Regions from separate parts of the Anas platyrhynchos genome. Here region 1 is linked to region 2. The links are chromatin contacts, called in public Hi-C maps. All regions are on one chromosome and are shown on one strand. The core of a region is the stretch at or near the end of the contact, and the rest is flanking DNA. Distances in the headings are between cores, read along the strand shown. Region 1 overlaps XPO6 (exportin 6). Region 2 overlaps RAB11FIP3 (RAB11 family interacting protein 3).

What was found. Hi-C and Micro-C count contacts between places; a contact is called where the count stands out from the background.
Region 1: a Hi-C map of subcutaneous adipose tissue shows a contact between it and region 2, with 1.9 times the contacts expected there. The contact joins two enhancer-like sites. A contact is called at or near these places in 3 of 8 Hi-C or Micro-C datasets (liver, skeletal muscle and subcutaneous adipose tissue).

Annotation. Positions count from the first base shown.
Region 1 is chr15:8,144,603-8,149,570 of IASCAAS_PekinDuck_T2T, forward strand. It overlaps XPO6 (exportin 6), which reads right to left. Exons shown (of 24, transcript XM_027469380.3): 10 at 4,954-4,968; 11 at 4,078-4,167; 12 at 1,822-1,891; 13 at 452-611. Among named protein-coding and RNA genes, the nearest start is that of DECR2, 20 kb to the left of the region's middle. Within about 2 kb of position 3,034, at least 2 of the 8 cell types and tissues checked have an H3K27ac peak or open chromatin away from gene starts, as enhancers often do.
Region 2 is chr15:8,090,909-8,095,729 of IASCAAS_PekinDuck_T2T, forward strand. The region is part of intron 3 of RAB11FIP3 (RAB11 family interacting protein 3); the gene reads right to left. Among named protein-coding and RNA genes, the nearest start is that of RAB11FIP3, 29 kb to the right of the region's middle. Within about 2 kb of position 2,428, at least 2 of the 8 cell types and tissues checked have an H3K27ac peak or open chromatin away from gene starts, as enhancers often do.

The DNA.
Region 1 (4,968 bases), core at 1,784-4,283, 54 kb after region 2:
ATCTTTTTAGAAAGGAAATTTCAGTTTAGAAGATTTAGCTCTCACAGATAACTCTCAAGTAATCAGAAAATCATCTAGGTTGAAAAAGACCTTCAAGATCATCAAGGCCAACCATCAATCTGACCTACCAAGTCCCATCGCTAAACCATAGCCCTTAGTGCCACCAGAATCAACAGTGCATCACCAATGCGGATGCTGGAAAACAATTACCTCAACCATTGCAGTAACTGATTTTATTTATCCCCCCCCACTAGTTATTTCTCTGGTGAAGGGTTAAAAAGCCATCTGAGAAACTCAGCACTGATGAACCTAACGCTTCAGGTACTAGTTATTGAGTTATTTGTATCTCAGCTTAATCATGACAAGGGGAGGTAGAAAGAAACCTTGGCTTTGTTTGGTGATGATCGTTCCTTGTACTGATGAAGGGACAGCAACCCCCCCCCATACCTACCTCTCCACCACTGTAAGAGCATCATTGAACCTGGCAGCAAACACATCCCCTATGAAGTATTCTGCTAATCGACCAACAGCCTGCAGCAAGGAGCTCAGATCCCTCAAGGAGCAGTGCAAACGACGGCAATCATTCTCTGCAGTGATGTTCAGCCTGTGACCTGAAACGACATTTTGGTTTACTAGAAGTGAATCCAAAAGACACACGTGTACACATTCACTTGTGCTAACAGCAGTCTGAAAACTCATCCTTCAAAGTGCATGTAACTTTGTGACTAATAAGTACGGCTCTTTGGGATGGGAAACCTAATTACAAAGCTACAGGAAATGCTAAGTTTATTCTAATTACATTGCAAGCATTCTTCTTAAATTAACTCGGCAGTGGGTCACAGTTCAAAACCCAGCAGTCCAAGTGACTGAAACAGTCAGTCTGGTAAGACAAGTTCAGCTGTTCTGACTGCCACAACTCAAATTTCTCTTTAAGGGCTGAAAATGACGTTACCACCAATTTCAGGCTTTTACACAATTATTTTATTCTATTTGGTATTAAAATATGTATAAACAGCAACCTTTTTGGCTGTCTGTCAACACCAAAAAAGCAATCCCAGTTCTGTGAAAGTCATTACCCAGACTCCCTCTGCTGGCTAGACTGAAATAGATGTTCCAGCCCTGGAAGCACATTTGGAGAGAGTGCATTTGCTTCTAATTTGAAATGTGGTTATATACTTTCATATCTGTCAGATAACAAGAAACAGGCAGGTAAGTAGATTTGCCAGTCTTATTGCCTATGCAATTGTCCTACTGCTCAGCCACGTACACCTGGTCTCCAAACATCCCAGACCTTTTACTAAAAAAGTAAATATATTCTGCAACAACGTGTTTCAAAGAAAATCTGTTTCTTTCTACTGACCGTATCTAATCTTGTATTGTTTACAATTTCAGCAACAGCCTTGCCATTTACGTACCATCAGCACGCTGTCACCCAGTTGCCTCTGAGTTACTTCTGACAGCTAACACAGATCAGTGCTACAACATTAAAAACCCTGGGCATTACTACTAAACCTAGGGTGTCTTAAGTGTTCTTCGGATCAGAATTACTTTTTTTTGGGGGGGGGGACTGCTGCAAAGCTGCTCTCAACACCCAAGGTATCTCCCAGTATCAGAGCAAGGAAAGAACCATATCAATACAAAATTATTAGACTTTTGTTTGCTATTGGAGTTCGACTACTAAGTCATCACACACCATGCGTGATGGTAAGAATTTCAGATCCTCAACACAGCGAAGAGGAAGCAATACTAAAGCAGGTCTATAGTGTTTTCGCAGTAAGCTACTCAAGGAGTGAGGACTTTTTGCTGGATGGCGGTGGTTACCTGTTCCTGAAGTGACCACAAACTGCTGGAGTCCCAGATACACTTCCAAGTTGTCCTGCAGAACTGGAAACTAGAAGAGAAAAAATGAGCATGATCTGGGGGCTTGGCAGTCAGTTAACACTCTACCATTAGTCTATTAGAGAACATTTTTCCTATTTCTCCCTAAAACCTTCAAGAAGACATTTGGAAGGAGGACAGGTCTGTTTTCTGGGCTAATTATGCAGTCTCTTTAGGTCCTATGAAAACAATGACACGAAAAGCACCCTGAAGGCACTTCCCTGTGGTGGCTCTCCTTTTCCCACAAACACCAGCCTCCAGCCTCACGAGCTAGAGGTCTGACACATCAGGGTTGGCATGGCACAGCATGCCATCAGTGCGAATGTGCAGCTGGATGTAGAACCCCGATCAAACAGAACAGGAGCACACAAGCAAAGAACAGCAGAGCCTGAAGCACTGGAAACTTGCACTGCATCCACCTAACCCATAGGCATCAGGTTCTCAAAATGCAGCTACCAAAACACTCAACTGATGGAAACTGAGTTCAGTGCCTCTGAGAGAACACAGAAGGGAAACACTGCAGCCACTCTGCTGGCACACTGCAGACTGCACCAAGAACAGCTGAAGTCCCAGAGGGAAAACAGCCAAGGGAACAAACAACACAGTCGTCATGCATCCTGATCTGGGAACACAGCATTATCCTAACTCCATCATTCAGGACTGACTGCAAGCATGCCTGTTCCTACTGATACTTCAGCTGAGTAACAGGTTATGCTACCCTGGAGAACATGTTGTACATAGACTAGGAAGCTTTCTGACCAGTGTTCAGCACCCAAGGTACTTCAGTGGTATTATTTGGGATTACTTGCCTTGTGCTTGAACGTATTTGCATGCATACAAGATTGCATGGTAACCTTTTCGTTGTAGATATCTCACCTGAAAAACTGTTTCCAACCTTGCACCCTGGCATACATTTACTCATTTTCTATTGGCAAAGTCGCCACATTTGAAGAGTTTGGATTTATGAAAGTTCACTTGCACATCAGCACAAAGAACTACAGCCCCCCATTACTCAGCATGGAACAGAATAACAGCAGCTGCTGGACTTTCAGTTATTTGTTCCTGATGACCAGCCACTGCGTTCAACATCACTGCAGAGACTGTTGTGAAAGGCATGCAAAGCTTCTTGAACATCTCCCAGACCATGCAAGAATGAATACAGGGCTCAAGAATTCACTGTCACATTTCTAACATACTGTGCCTACTTAACAGTTGAGTGCCTGCAAGAGGAGAAATATTTAAAAAGAGCAGATCATCTTCCTCATGCTAACGTGTTACTTTGAGGGAAGCCACATGCTCTTCCCCGTATGACCCGTATGCTCACTGTGCTCACAAACAGCTGTTCCATTTGTCTGCCTTTTGCTAACTCATGCCATGCCACCACGCTGCAGAGGAACTTGACATTCGCATGAGAACTATTTTGCTCACTACTCTGGAGTTTCTGATAACGTGCTTCTGGTGCTTAGTCCAGGTCAGGCATCTTCTGCCTCTGTAGCAGTTCAATGTTCTCTGCTTCTTGACAACACGGCTCAGAGATCTAGGCATGCGCTGTCTCCAGTGGGGTTAACAGACTTGCTTTGAGTTCCCACTGCATATACCTGCCTTTTTTCTTGTCCAGAGAAAAGACCAACTCTGAATTTTGGACTCCACTGGCCTTGAAGTCTCCTCCTCAGAAACCCTTATAACGCTACAAAATAAGGAAACTTGTTCCAGCAGCAACAGTGACCCTAGCTGGAAAGAAGCACTTAGCTGTGTTTATCAGATGTAATTCCCCACTGTCTGAGGCACTGTTTTCAGCATTTGCATCTAGCCTTTCATTTAAACAAAGATTTCACTCTCCTTAAAATCCTAACAACACACATCTATCCAGTTCACAATGCTGTCTCCTAATATAAAGGCCAAGATAAACAGCAACGAATTATTTACACTTGGAGAGATGGGCACTTCCATAAAGCTCGGTGTCCAGCAAGTAGGACTCAGATGCTCACTGTGAAAAATCTTCACAACACCACAGCAAGAAATTCAACAAAGCCAAAAAAACAATTTTTTGATTTCTGGTCTCTCCTTTGCCAAGCTTTAGCTTCTAAAAGCAAATCTCCCTACTTCTTTTGGCACCCCGGCCTCTGTGAAACACTTGCAACGAATTCCAGCAGTTGGTGCTCATTTCACGTTGTACTTGTGGTCTGCATAGTTACTTACTAGTGTGGAGAAGGCATGGGTTGGCAAGAGCTCCATGACTTTTGCAACCACTTCCAAGCTCTGGCGCAAGTACCGCTGCCACTCAGTCTGCTGCTATGGGAAGAAACAACAAGGTAAGCACAGCGATTCCTGATGGAAACGGGTGGCCTTTTGTAGCTGGTCCCAAGCACCAAGCCCCAGCCTAGCTCCTTTCCACAGCCTGGCTTTTGCAGACACCCAGCTACGGGAGAGGTACCACTCCTGAGCCTCACATGGTGCCAGACACCTGGCTGGGCACAGTTTTACTGACCCTCTCTCTGGGCCTGCATATCTCTATTTCCCTGGGGTGATAAGCCACAAGCATTCACTCCCGAAGCACAGTTACTGCACAGATGACTGGCATCAGTTATGTACCACCACGTGGCTCTCTAATGCTCCAGTCTCTGATGCTTCAGCCACCTTCTGCTCTTTACTTTTACTGTTATCGGTATGGATTGAGATGATATTTACTGACTTCAGAGAAATATGCTCAGACGAAAGCACTAATATACACAGCTTAAAGCTTTTGTCTTGAAAAATCTTTCTGCGTTTACATTCCAAAGCAACCAGACACAGACACCCAGTGCCTCTGATAAACGGAACAGAGATACCTGCATTTTTCCCCATAAAAAACAAGTTAAAAACAAAGGTCATATACTTTCAGAGTAACTTAGATGTATTTTTGATAAATGCATTCTGTGTTTCTTTAAACCTCAAAACCCACACAGAACTGAGTGAAGCAGCGGGTATCTAGCCTGCATTCCAGAACTCAAGCTTTGGGAAAGACATTCCAGGTGTAATGAGTGCGGCAGTTAATATCTGAACCAGCAGCTGCCCTTGTTCAACTCTGCTCCTTACATCATCATCCAGTGT
Region 2 (4,821 bases), core at 1,178-3,677:
TACACCCTTCCAGAAGCATTCAATTCAATTACTCCACATGAAAAAGAGATTCCAGCTTCAACAGATGCAACAGTTTGCAGCAACCACCAGCTCATTTCACTGCAGACAGGGTGCCTGGGATATCCAGGGACATCCCCCTCCCAAAACTAGACGTGGGACCCCAAAAAGAACTGCAGGACCCCATCAAAGACTGCATGACCCCACTGAAGACTGCTTTCCTCCCCAGACCCACTACAGCTGTGCCGTGAGTTGCTCCTGAACACTGAGCCCAGGGGACAAGCTGGGGATAAGGCTTGCAGGGTGCACGTGTCCGGTGAGCGCCGCTGCTCGCCTGCTGAGCGCTGCTGTCCTGAGAATGCACAGCACCCCTCTGGTGGCTGCGATGCATCCTTCCTCGCATCCTTCCCCTACCACGGGGAGCCCCAGCGACTGCCCAGCAGATGGCAACAGCCCTGCACAGTCCTGCACACCCTGCACAGCATCACACAGCCCTGCACAGCCCTGCACACCATGCACAGCCCCACAAACCCTCACACAGCCCCGCTCCTCCTCTACGCCCCTCACCTTCTGCAGTTTCGGCTGCCCCGTTTTGCACATCTCGAGGGCCTTCCTGCCATCGGGCTGGCCCAAATCACAAGCTGCCATGGCTGAAATCAGTGTTTGTGTTGTTTATCACACTCCTGGCCCGCCTTTACAGAGCACAGCCTTGCACCGGCTCTGCCTCTCCTCCGACCCACCTAAGGTTACAAATCTCCGTGCCCAGTAACTCTGGCAGCACACCAAATTTTTGTGGTTTGCTTTCATTTTGGGAGAATTGTTCTGTTATCGTCTGATGCTCTGCACTGCTCCAGCGGGCTCAGCTGCCCCCAGGAGACGGGGCAGGTCGGGCAGAGGGCTCTGTCCTGGGCGCAGGGCACAGCAGGCATCAAGAAAGCTAACTCCAAATTCACCTTCCCCCCCCTCGCAGGGCATTGCAAAGGAGCCCCCGTACCTCGGGCGTGAGTCACCAGCACAGCTTGATGCCGCCCAGCTGGCAAAGGGAGGTGAGGATAACTCCCACCTCCCCGTTAGTCAGCAGCGAGGCTGCACCAGCCCAGCCTGGGGGAAAGCCAAAAAGGACCTGGGTGCCAGTCGGACTCCAAGGTCCTTTTGCACTGCTCTGCAGGGTGGCCAAACTGCTGATTATTGTTAGGTGACGTTTCCCTGCCGGAGCAGAGAGCTGCCTGCAGCCACGGTCAGGCAGGGAGGCACTACGTGGGGCTGCCAGCAGGCACGTGGCCCCACGAGGGGATGAAGAGGATGCTGTCCCTGCCCCGGAGCCAGGTGAGCAAGAGATGAGGTTCCCTCGGCACGCGTGGCAGCGCAGCTAGGGATGGCAGGGAGCCCCTGCAGGCACCACTTGATGAACGAAACGCCACGTGGCTGCAGGAAACCAGGCTCCTGCATTTCTGATCCCCTCCGAACTGCTGTCTCAGCAGAGGTACACGACCAGAAATCCTCTCTGGAAACCATTTAAGAGAGGGACCGGAGCTGGTAGGGCACAGCAGGAGCCAGCAGCTCACCGTGCACGCTCCTTCGCTCCCGCTGCCTGCCTCTGCGCTGCCCCAGGGCTTACGCTCTGCTCCGCCGTGTGCTGGCCCTGCTGGGGACTTCCCCTAACTCCAGAAAGTCCAAGCCTCACCCAAATACAACATAAAAACACCGCGCTCTCCTCCACATCAGTTTTTGCCTACCGCCTCTCTCTCTGTCCCTGCCCTCTCTCTCCAAGCCGAGCTGATCACATCGGGGCTGAGTCCCTGTGCGAAGCGGCAAAGCTCAGACCTCGTCTCCTGCAAGAGGCTTTTCTGCCCTTACTCCAAGGTGCAAGCGGTGGCTCTCCTCCCTCTGCAGGGCAAACACTCGCTGAGAGACACCAGTGCTGGATCCTCGGGGATTTCTGCAGATGTTCAAGCACCAGCGGAGGGGATGAGTCACCGAGAGGAGCAACCTTATCAACAAAGGGAAGGTATTTTCATTTAGACTGCTTGAAGCTCTTGTTTACACTTGTTTGAACAAACATTTAGGAGAGGAGCTCTCTGTCAAGGCCTCGGCACTCAGAAGAGCCAAGCACTCGAGCCCTTGTGATTCTCCCCGGCTAAGAGGGACGAGGGCCGAAACCCCAGACACAATAACCGCGACTGCTCGCAGCGCCTGGCACAGCACCACTCCTCCAGGTTGCCTTTAGAAGGTCCACAGACGTGACAAAAGGCCAAAAGCTGGCTGTACCCCTGGCCCCACCACCCTGCTGAAGCAAGAGGGGCTCACCCGTGGCGCAAAAGCCTTCGTGTAGAGGCTGAGAAGGAAGCGGTGGCCTCCAAGAGGTGGTTTAGCTGCCCGGAGGTCCCACGCAGAAGCACATTTTCAAGCCCCATGCTCACTGTGCACCAGCTTGCCAGGTCTGAAACGGGGACATTCCCATGCAAAACGCTTTTTGGTGATGCGTGGGGGAAGGTTTGTTCAGAGGAAAGGCAACGCCTTCGCTTTCAGAAGGATTTTTTCCCCCCTCCTCTCTTCCAGGTGGATCCAGGCAAGGCGGAACATGTCCTGGGGATGGCCACTTGCTCCGTTTGCTGTCGCTGCTGTTTGTTCTGTTTGCTGCCTCACCATCTCCACAGCTCCCTGCTGCACCCAGCCAAGCCCAGCCTGCCGCAGGTCCTGCTGGGCTCCGCTGCACAGCGATGAAAACCCCTCGGCTGCAGCTCCCAGCAGGATGCCCCCTGCACCGCTCCTCTCACCCTCCCCGGCACAGCTCACGCTGCCCAGGGCACGGCTCCGCAGGACAAGGGGAATAAAGTGCACGTTGGGAGCTCAGCGAAACGAGCACAAAAAAACACACGCCCCAAGACACCAGTTTATTTTTACACTCGCAACGCCGAGCGGTATTTCTCGATCATGTTCTCATTTGCTGAAATCTCCACAAAATCCTTGCAGGCTGGAGAGTATTTCGGAACCACGTATCCAAGACAACAAGGGTAATTCTTCCCCAGCATATTAAACACAGACACCAACAGAGCTCTGATCTTTTCGAGATTACCCTGATTTCAGCAGCATAATCCATTGCCATCTTTCTGAAAAGGCGATTTCAGGATTCATCACCTTTTTCCTTCGGTTCACCTTGTCGTCGCAAGGAACCAGTGGCCCAGGGGCAGAAGCGCTCCATCGCGGTGGGGCACGCACCCGGCTTGTTGGTATTCCTGCCCAGAGCAGCTTGCAGCACTGCTGGAGCTCATCTGTGTTAAATTAGCCCTTCGAAAACATCTCTGAATCGCAGCGCCATCGTCCCATGACGTAGGTCTGAGGAGCATAAAGCAAAGCCCTTGCCTGCACGAGCGCTGCGACTCGGGGCGTCACAGCCGCTGAACTGCTCAGCGCTCAGCTCGGTGGGTAAAAAAAAAAAAATAAAATAAAATAAAACCCTTTTGTGACCTCGTGCAGGACAGAGGGAGGAATATGAAAACCCACGTCCTGTCCTGCCTTCCTGCCCCGCTTCGCTATCCCACTGTCACTGGGTAGCTGTAACCACCCTGACCCCCCAGAAAAAAAGAGAGCGCCAAAATTATCTTACGCCCTTTGCACAAGCCGTAGACGAAGACAACGACAGCACTTCAGCCTATGGAAAAATAATCTCAGATCCAACGTGCCCTGGAAAGCCTTCTGGTGGAGGGAGGCAGGGTCACGAGCTCGTCAGGCCAAGGGAACAAGTGACCCGCTCCGGGTGGCGGTGTCAGCCCGACGCGCTGAGCCCGGGCAGCCAAAGGGCTCAGCAGAAACTGCACCTGGCTGGGACGCGTGCTGCTGGCACCGGGTGGCAAAGGGACAGCTCTGAGACGTGTCAAGCGATGGACACGTGCTTCTCATGAACAGGGGGAAAGGAAGTTGCCCAGATCCCAATGTATTGTCAGGAAAGGCAAAGGAATAGTTTCAGCCCCGTTATCACGAAGGCCAGGGTAACATATTAGGGAATACACAAAGCAAGGACGTGCATTTACATGCAAATCTCAAAGAGCCCTTTTCAAATCACTGTTTCCACGACAAAAACGTAAAACCTAGGGTACTGAGATGAGTCAAACACCCGCAGAGGAAAGCTTGAAGAAGGACGAGCAGAAGGAAGCCACTCAGTCCCCCCGGGGGACCCAAGGACCAGCAGGCCCCTGCTCTGAAGGCACGGGCAGCACCTCCTGCTCCAGGCTGTGGGGCACAGCAGCAAGGAGGAAGCTCACAAAGCAAAGCCCCAACCCCACAGACAACGAACGGCAGCCTCCCTTCTGGCCGGGGCTACAGGGCCCTCCTGCAGCGTACTCCTCTGCTCAGGAGCACAGGAGGGAACGGAGGGATGGGGACCACAACGTCAGCAAAGGGAAGGAAGTACAGCACGTAAGCATCCTCAATCAACCCCAAAAACAAAGAGGAAACCTACAATTTGCCTTCTGCTGGCCGGATGGCACCAAGTGCCCGCTGGGCCTCGGGGGCAGGCTCCCAGCTGGCTCATCCCAAAACTGGGCTCACGTTCTGCAAGGGGAGCAGCTCCAGCGAGGACACAAACGCAACCACGGCAGGGCACCGCACTCTGGCACTCTGCAAGCTCAGACAGTGCTAGCAACGAGCAGGTTTTCACTTGGACACCACCTTTAAATTAAACAGCACCAAGTGCTCGGTGCAAATTCCCTGGCCCAGTCACCCACAGCTGAAAGGTTTCGTCCCGACCAAGCGTTAAAATCCCCGAGCCGTGGCATGGCGAGCTGCTCCACGAGCTGCCTCCCGCGGCACAAAGCTGATGCCCAC